Regions from separate parts of the Rattus norvegicus genome. Here region 2 is linked to region 1. A link is a contact called in public Hi-C data. All regions are on one chromosome and are shown on one strand. Each heading gives the region's core, a stretch centred on a gene start, on an enhancer-like site or on the middle of the called end of the contact. The rest is flanking DNA. Distances are from core to core; before and after follow the strand shown. Region 1 has its middle 50 kb from the start of Thy1. Region 2 holds the start of Thy1 (Thy-1 cell surface antigen).

Evidence for each region. A called contact is a pair of places that touch in the nucleus more often than the background predicts.
Region 2: a contact with region 1 is called in a Hi-C map of the A7r5 cell line, with 3 times the contacts expected there. The contact joins the promoter of Thy1 here to the enhancer-like site in region 1. A contact is called at or near these places in 5 of 12 Hi-C or Micro-C datasets (the A7r5 cell line, the Rat2 cell line, Schwann cells and 2 more).

What each region holds. Positions count from the first base shown.
Region 1 is chr8:53,234,324-53,238,091 of GRCr8, reverse strand. No RefSeq gene overlaps it. Among named protein-coding and RNA genes, the nearest start is that of Thy1, 50 kb to the left of the region's middle. Within about 2 kb of position 1,766, at least 8 of the 93 cell types and tissues checked have an H3K27ac peak or open chromatin away from gene starts, as enhancers often do. A contact at or near this core is called in the A7r5 cell line, where this site is marked.
Region 2 is chr8:53,283,822-53,287,778 of GRCr8, reverse strand. Thy1 (Thy-1 cell surface antigen) reads right to left here and starts at 1,383. Exons shown (of 4, transcript NM_012673.2): 1 at 1,314-1,383.

The DNA.
Region 1 (3,768 bases), core at 517-3,016:
AATGATGCACATCAAACCCTAGCATGTCCAGTGTTTCCTGGGAGCAGCACAGAGATTGGAGGTCTCTGAAGGGACGGACACTGTTGGTGGGTCTCAAGAGAGAGGAGGACAAAGCTATCCTAAGCCAAGGAGGTTGCTTGTGCTAAAAGGGTAGCAAAGGTCTCCACTGGTGAGGATGATCTGAGCCCTTCCTTAAGGCTAGGGAGGGAGCAGGAGCTGGGATAGCTTTGGACACACGTTAGGGGTCAGGTTGCCATGAGGGAATGTATTCGGTCAGGTCTGCACTCTTGGGGAACAGATAAGAGTTGAATCAGGCTGCGTCTGACCTGAGCTCCAAATGCACTGCCCTGCCCCTGGTGACCTTCAGACTGGAGCAGGTCACTTACCTTCTCTGATCCTTAACTGAGGCCCATAAGTAAGATGGCATACACCCAGAGCCAAAGCACTTAGGAGGCTGAGACAGGAGGATTGGGTGTTCAAAGTCAGCCTGGGCTACCTTAAGCAAAGAGTAAAATAGGTGAGCTGTGTATCTAGTACACAAGGTCATTGGAAACAAGAAGGCATACAAGCAAGCTGTTGGCCCCGTGCTGGGAGCCTAATGACTCAATAAAATAATGCCCTTTGTTCCTCTGGTTTGTGATTGGCAGCTGGTGGGTAATGCTGAGGGGCAAGGCTGTGGGCTGGAGCTGGTGTGTGGCAACTTTTCACATCTGGAGGATTGCAGGGGTGTGGGAAGAGGGTGTATGGACGATTGGAGTGCCTATGGGTAAGACTGGCACATCAGACAAATATCAGCAAATGAAAACCTGGACAGCCTCCCTCCTTACATGGGTGGCAGATTCCAGGCCGCCCCATGGAGATCGTAGTAATTTGGAATAAAGGGGGTTCCAGGTCAAACTCTGAAAAACATCGCATTGAGAGGCTGACCGGGGAGAGAATCTGGAGGGAAGTTAGGAAAGGGGTGTGGAGGAGTAGAAGAGCTCCAGCCACTTCAGGGATAGGCAGAGGGTATGGCCATGCTGCGGACGGTGAGACACCAGTGGGCTAGACTGCAGAAGGCCAAGGTGCCCTTCATACTGCAGTAGGGAACGGAAGGGTTTAGAGAGCACTGGGCAAGCCGTTGAGAGGACTCAAGGCCAAGGGAACGGTGGAAGGGAGCGAGCTCTGGCTTGAGAGAAACTTCCATGCCTGGAAGAAGGAGCAGGCAGGGGCCACAGGTTTCATGTGGTCCAGGGGTGCAAAGCGGGAAGCTGGAGGGTTCTGATGCTGAGTGAGGGAAACACACACGGAGGGGAGTGCTCTAGATTAGGACAAGGAGGGAAAAGGAGGGAAGGAGGCCGTGAGGAAGACCTTTGGTTAGAAGGAGAGGGGCTGCATTACAGAGAGGGCTGAGCAGTTGAGGACATGCTTGCATCGATGAAGGGGGACACGAAGGGGGTGGGGGCATATCCTGTCCCTCCCACAGGGCCTGCACTCTGGGGCAGTGTATGTGTGTGTCTTGAAGTGACGCTCATCAGACAGCCTTCCTTGAGCTCACAGGAGTGGGCCGTTTAACATGGGTGCTGACTCTGCTTTCTTCCCGGGTTTGTGGTCCATCTGCCTCTTCCCCCACCCCCAATCTCTGGAGCCTGAGTCCATCGTGCAATTACATCTTGTGTTTTTGATTTGGTTCCCTTAATAAATGGTGCAGAGGGAGTGGCTGGGAGAGGAGAATGGAATTCAAACCACATCCTGGAGCAGTGAACTCTCCAAGGGGCCCCTCTTCCTTTTTCCCACTGCTAGAGCCTGCTCTCATGCCCTCCTCCTTGGAGAGACACGCATCTCTGACTTCCTGATGGAATCCAGTTCCCTCGCCACATATAAGTCAGCTGGTACAATCCCAGCAGCACTGTGCAAGCTTTGAAGGAGGGGAAGAGAGTCTCTTGTGACGGAATGGCCGCAGGCTGTATCTTGGGGACAGTGTGGTCAGGCTGGAAAGAAAGAGGGAGGATTTTCCTGGAAAACCTGGTGGATTGGGATGCAGGCCTCTTGGTTTTCATCCTGGAGTGTGCAGAAGGCTCAGAGGCAATAGCCTTTGAGGGCTCCTGCTGGGTGGGGAAGGTCAGGGAGCAGGGACACCCTGTCTAGGAAGCAAGTCAGAGTCCTGCTCTGGGGGCAGGGGTGGAGAGTGGGGTGTACTGGTGGAGGGTGGGGTGGGGGGCAGTCTGAACTCCAGGTTACATTCTCCTTACATATGCTCACAGAAGTTCATACACACAGACAGACAGACAGACAGACAGACAGACAGACAGACACACACACACACACATACACAAAGAAAAACATTTTTGAGAACCTCTGTTAGGACAAGATCCCTATTCTTGTATCTTAGTGGAAATCTATCTGTCTATCTGTCTATCTCTCTCTCTCTCTCCACATATAGGCACACACAGAGTTTATTTTGTCAATTACATGTATGCTGTGTCTGTGTTAGAGTGTGTCCATGTGGAGCTGGTGTTACAGGCAGCTGTGAGCTGTCTGACACGAGTTCTGGGAACAGAATTCAAGTCTTTCGGAAGAGCAATACTTTCCCGTAACCACCGAGTCATGTCTCAGGCCCATTGTTTTATCTCATTCTTGTTTTATATTATTTTGTTTTTGGTTTTTGAGACAGAGTTTCTCTGTGTATCTTTGGCTGCCCACCCTGCCACTTTGAGGTATCCTCCCTGTCCCAGGACTGGGGTTGTGTTGAGTGAGAGCCTCAGTAAAGAATCTCTGAGGCCTTTAGGCCCATGGATCTCCTGCCTGCCTGACATGCCCCCAGGACAGCTCACAGGGCTCTGAACTCAGGTATCCAACCAAGGTTCCTGGTTTTTCTCCCTCCCTCTCCAAGGAATCACCCTGGGTATGTTGTTGGCCCACGGTTTCTGCTCTGCCACTGGTCACAGTCACTCGGGGAGGCAGAACTCAGGGAGTTCAACTGCACTTATTCCACACAGCCACTGGGGCGGGTGCTGGGCTGTAGGGAAGCACCAAGACACTGCTCCATGGGGGTGGGAAAACTTAGTCTGTGATGTGGGAAAGCAGGAGCCGCTCAGTCCCCAGGCCTGTGACAAGGCCGGGGCATGGGGCTCTCAGACTCTTGGACATTCAGGTGCTGCTAGGAGTCACCAAAGAGCTGAGAATGGAGTTGGGGCTGTGGAGTGGAGACAGCATCTAGCTAGATCTAGGGACGGGGGGTGGGGTGGGGTGGAGGTAGGAGTGGGAGATTTTCCTTGGCTTGGTGGCAGTGTGGCTGGGAGAGGGAGATTAGGCTGCAGCTCTGTAGGTGAAGGCCTTCTTCATGGCTTCCCCACAGAGGATCTTGATGAAAAGAGACAGTCCGTGGTTCCAAACAGTTTATTGTCACGGTGGAAAATGGATGTGTAAAACCGTACTCCACTTCTCAGGCTGGGGCCTTTTGCAGGGAGGGGTGTCTGGGAAGGAAAGCTTATTGGCTAAGTCTGCCAGGTCTCTAGGTACCTCATAAGCATGGAGTACTCTGTTTTGGAACTCCCTGACCACAGGACACATTTCTTTCATGTGAGGAGCATGGCACATGTTCCAGACCAGGAATCTGTCAGGGAGCTGGGAGTCACCGGCTCTCCACCTGCTCTGCCTCACCAAATTTCCCGGCACGGTTCTACACCCCAGTCTTCCTCCCTGTCTCATGCCTTCAGTCACCCTGTGCTGTGGATGTATTTCCCTCCTTGGGGCCTCACTGTCTCCCCCATTGTCCCTATCTTGTCT
Region 2 (3,957 bases), core at 134-2,633, 50 kb before region 1:
ACTGCACATAAGCCAGAGATGCTTGCATATGGCCAGCTCTGAAGTGTTCCTAGGGCTGCAGTTTTCCGGTCTAGTGTTCATAGCTGCCCTGCACAGGTTTTCTGCCTTCCCTGCAGTGCCCCAGCTCAACACATTGGCAGGTAGTCTAGCCTGTCCTTGCCCAAGACAGGCACAGTCTGCTAGAGTTCTCGAGCTCCACCTAGGTTAGAAACAGCCATTGCGCAGGGTGGGCCATTCTGCTATTCTCGAAGTTCAAGGTCCATGGGGAAAGAGACTAGGGTCCCCAGGATGGGTTATGACAGCGAATGTCATTTCAGCCAGGGGAGGAGCTGCGGCCAGGAGCCGGATCCCAAGGCACTAGGGCAGAGAAAAGGGACTATTTATTTATTTATTTATTTATTTATTTATTTATTTATTTATTTTAGAGACAAGGTCTCCTTAAGAAGCCCTGGTGAGCTTGGAACTCGTGAGGTAGCCCAAGTTGATCCGTCTGCTTCCACCTCCTGAGGGTTGCCGGGCAGCTTAGGGCTTGGATCTGATAACACTGGGTTATGGAGGAGGGAGTGCGGATTTGGGATTCAGGGGAGGGAAGAGGGAACACTAGAGGAGAGATATGGGGCTGGGGCTGCAAAAGCCTGGCAGAACTAGATGGAGGGGTCGACGTCTGGCAGAGGCTCAGTTTGTTTCTGGCGCTCCTATCTTATACCCAGCCCACCTAAGCCCACATCTAGCCAAACTTTGCGCCCCTTTTCTGAGGGCCGCCTGGCTGACCCCACCCTGATGCTATTTCCGCATTTTAATTTTCCCTACCAGTTGAGGTTCTCCTCCCCCACCCCCGCTCGCTCGCATCCTTTCTAGCTTTCCCCTCCTCCGCGCCTGCCACCCAGTCCCCTCCCGCAACATTGCGGTTTCCTTACCTGCGGTGCCCCGCACCCAGCCAGCCACGAGGTCACCCGGCGGAGACTCCCTCCAGCCTGCCACCCACCTCCTCCCTCTATTCTCACCACTAAGGCGATCTGAGCTTGGGGACCTCTGGGTGGAAAGCAGAACCAAAGGCTGTCCTCGATGTCCTTCATCACGGTTCTCCTCCAACACCCACTCTTAGAAAGCGCCCATCAGCAGGAAAAAGCCCGTGACCCTGCACAGCCTCCCACTCCAGCCCCAGCCTGGGAGCAGGTCTGTTCCCCAGTACCCGTGTCCCCATACAGGAGCGCCCTGGTATCCTTTCCCAAAGCTGTCGCTGGGGAAGGCTTGCATCCTCGCCTTGCGGCTGTCCCTGCTTGCGCGGGTCCCCCCCTGGCTCCAGCTCTCACCTGGGCTCCCCTAGCTTGCAGCCTCCTCTTGGTGCACCAACGCCTCTGGTTGCTGCACCCAGCGCGAAGCCCGCAGTTTTCACCAGGGGTGGGGAGAGAGGGGGGGAGCAGGGAGGGACTCTAGATTCAGCCAATCGGAGGCTAAGGAAAAAGATGGAGGGGGTGGGGTGGTCGGTGAGGGCTGACTGGAGGTGTTCCATTGGAGAGTCCGAAGTGACTTGCTGCTACCAAAGAGGCACTTCTGAGCCCTGTGGTTGGGCTGGCTTGCTCAGGGAAAAGACCGTTAGGGACTCTGGGGATTGGGGTGGGGCAGCCTCCTTCTCATACCCCGGGATGCTCTTCTTTTAAGGTTGTAACTCTCTCTTTGCTAGAACCTTTAGAAGCCTGGATAACCAACTGGAGGGTAAAGAATGCTGTGGGGAGGCCGGCAAGCTTCCCCCTCCCTTTGCTTCTAGGCTGGAGACCTGCTCTTGAGCCTCCAGTGACAAGTTTTGGCTTTGGAGCCTGGTTTTTGAGCAAAGGAAATGGACTGGTTGTTTTCTATACTAGAGCAGCCCTTCGGAGGCAAGGCAAGGGGTGCGCACCTTCCTGGTCTGTCTCTGCTTCCCGACATGCCCACCTCCAAGTCCTCAAAACACTTAGCTCTGCGGGGGAAACATTGCTTTTTCTGCTTATGACTGCAGATCTTGAAGTCCTTCCTTCCTTCCTTCCTTCCTTCCTTCCTTCCTTCCTTCCTTCCTTCCTTCCTTCCTTCCTTCCTTCCTTCGGATTTTCCAGACAGGGTTTTTCTGTGTAACCCTGGCTGTCCCAAAACTCTCTCCACAGAGCAGGCTGCCTTTGAACTCACAGAGATCCACCTGCCCCTGCCTCCGGAGTACTGGAGTTAAAAGTATGTACCACCCCTGCTAGCTGAACTTGCACTTTCTGGTCCAACCAGCTAGAATGCTCTCACTTCCGTGAGTACTCTCCCATTTGGTCTTTAGACAAGGAAAGGAGACATGCTTTCTATCCACCATTGCCGGGGTCATTGCATCCTTGGTCACTTACTAACCCCACTCTCATCCCAACAGACTCATCCGACCCACTTCTTGTTACTTCATGGCTGGCGAGTAGCCAGGCTGACCAATTGTAGGACTTTGGAACTCAAGTGTCCAGTGTTGAGCCACTCCGCCCCTCAGCTAGTGGAAGAGAAAAGAGACTCTCACAATGGGGTTATATGACTAACCAGAAAGACCGAGATCCAGTTTCTAGTCCTCAGGGACACCCCATCTATACCATCAACTTGGTGTCACCAAGAGGCTCTTTCTAAAACCTGTGGTAATGATTTGTTTACATATTATTTTTAAATGAAATCTAAAATTGTTTATAGTGTGTGTGTCTGTGTATGTGTCTGTGTGCGTACATGTTTGGAAGACAGAGGATAGATTTCCAGAGTCAAGTGGCTCCTTCCTTCTACCATGTAGTTTGTGGGGACTGAACCTTGGCCGTCAGGCTTGCTGGCAAGCACCTTTACCCACTGAACCTTCCTGCTGGTCCCTGTATTTATGGTTTCTAAAATTCTAAAAGGCTAGTTTGATTCCCGGGCTCTGAATTCTGGTTGGGGAGTCTTGTGGCCTGGCTCTGCCTCTCAGCCGTCTGCCTGCTTGTTCTCCTAGTTCTTCATAGACGTTGGCCCTGGCACAGTCACTGAAGCTTTCAATACAGTAATGGCACTGTTGAAGCCATCCCTGAGCCTGCAGATGCAATTTCAGTCCCCACCCTTGGGGAGCAAGGTGGTTCTTCAGTGTTGGAGATATTGGGGTATTCTAACAGGAGTCAGGGTTATTTTTTTCTGGTAAACCACTGAACTCCTGGGGTATATATGTAAAATTCCCCAGGGCTTGGGTGCTAAGGAACAGGGACCCTGAAAACCACCCCCTTCACCCAGCTTTCCTGGGTGGGCTCTTAAAAATTCATAGGGGGATTTCCGAGGATTCCCCGTGCCCTGGCCTCAGCCGCTCACCCACACTGTTCTTCCTCATTCACTCAGCCTCTTGTTTTTCTCACTCCACACATGCTGTATTCTCCTGTCCCTGAACTGCTGTGTGTTCCTTCCGGGTTAGTGGCTTCTGAGTCATGTTTAGGGATCTTTCTTATCAGATAACTATTGCTTTAGTTTGACACTTTCTCTTCCCACAGCTTGGGGCTGGAGCTGATTGGTTCTTTTATTTTGGGGCGTGTGGTGAACTACTCAGAAGGCTGTTAGGCTTGTAAGGGCCCAGGCTGCCTGAGGCCCTGGATGCTATTCTGCACGCCCATCAAGGCCTAGCTGCACTACTTTGCCAAGGTTTCCAGGCCCTGGCCTACTTTCTGGGTCCCCAGGCATTCTGCCTTCAGGAAGGGGAGGGGAGGGGAGAGTGGCTTGTGGAGAGCTTGCAACTTTGTATCTGCTTGAACAACCTCTCCAGTCGGATGAATCAAAGGCTTAAAGACAGCCCAGGATTCGGAGAGGGATGATGGATGGAGATGGGAGGAGACTAAAAATCTCCCATTTCCTAATGGACAAGTCAGACGCTGAAAGCTGGAAGGAATTGAATCAAGGTAAGATGTCCTCTTGTTGGTCACCTGGGTCCCTCTCCTTTGTCTCCAGTAGTTCCAGCTTGGG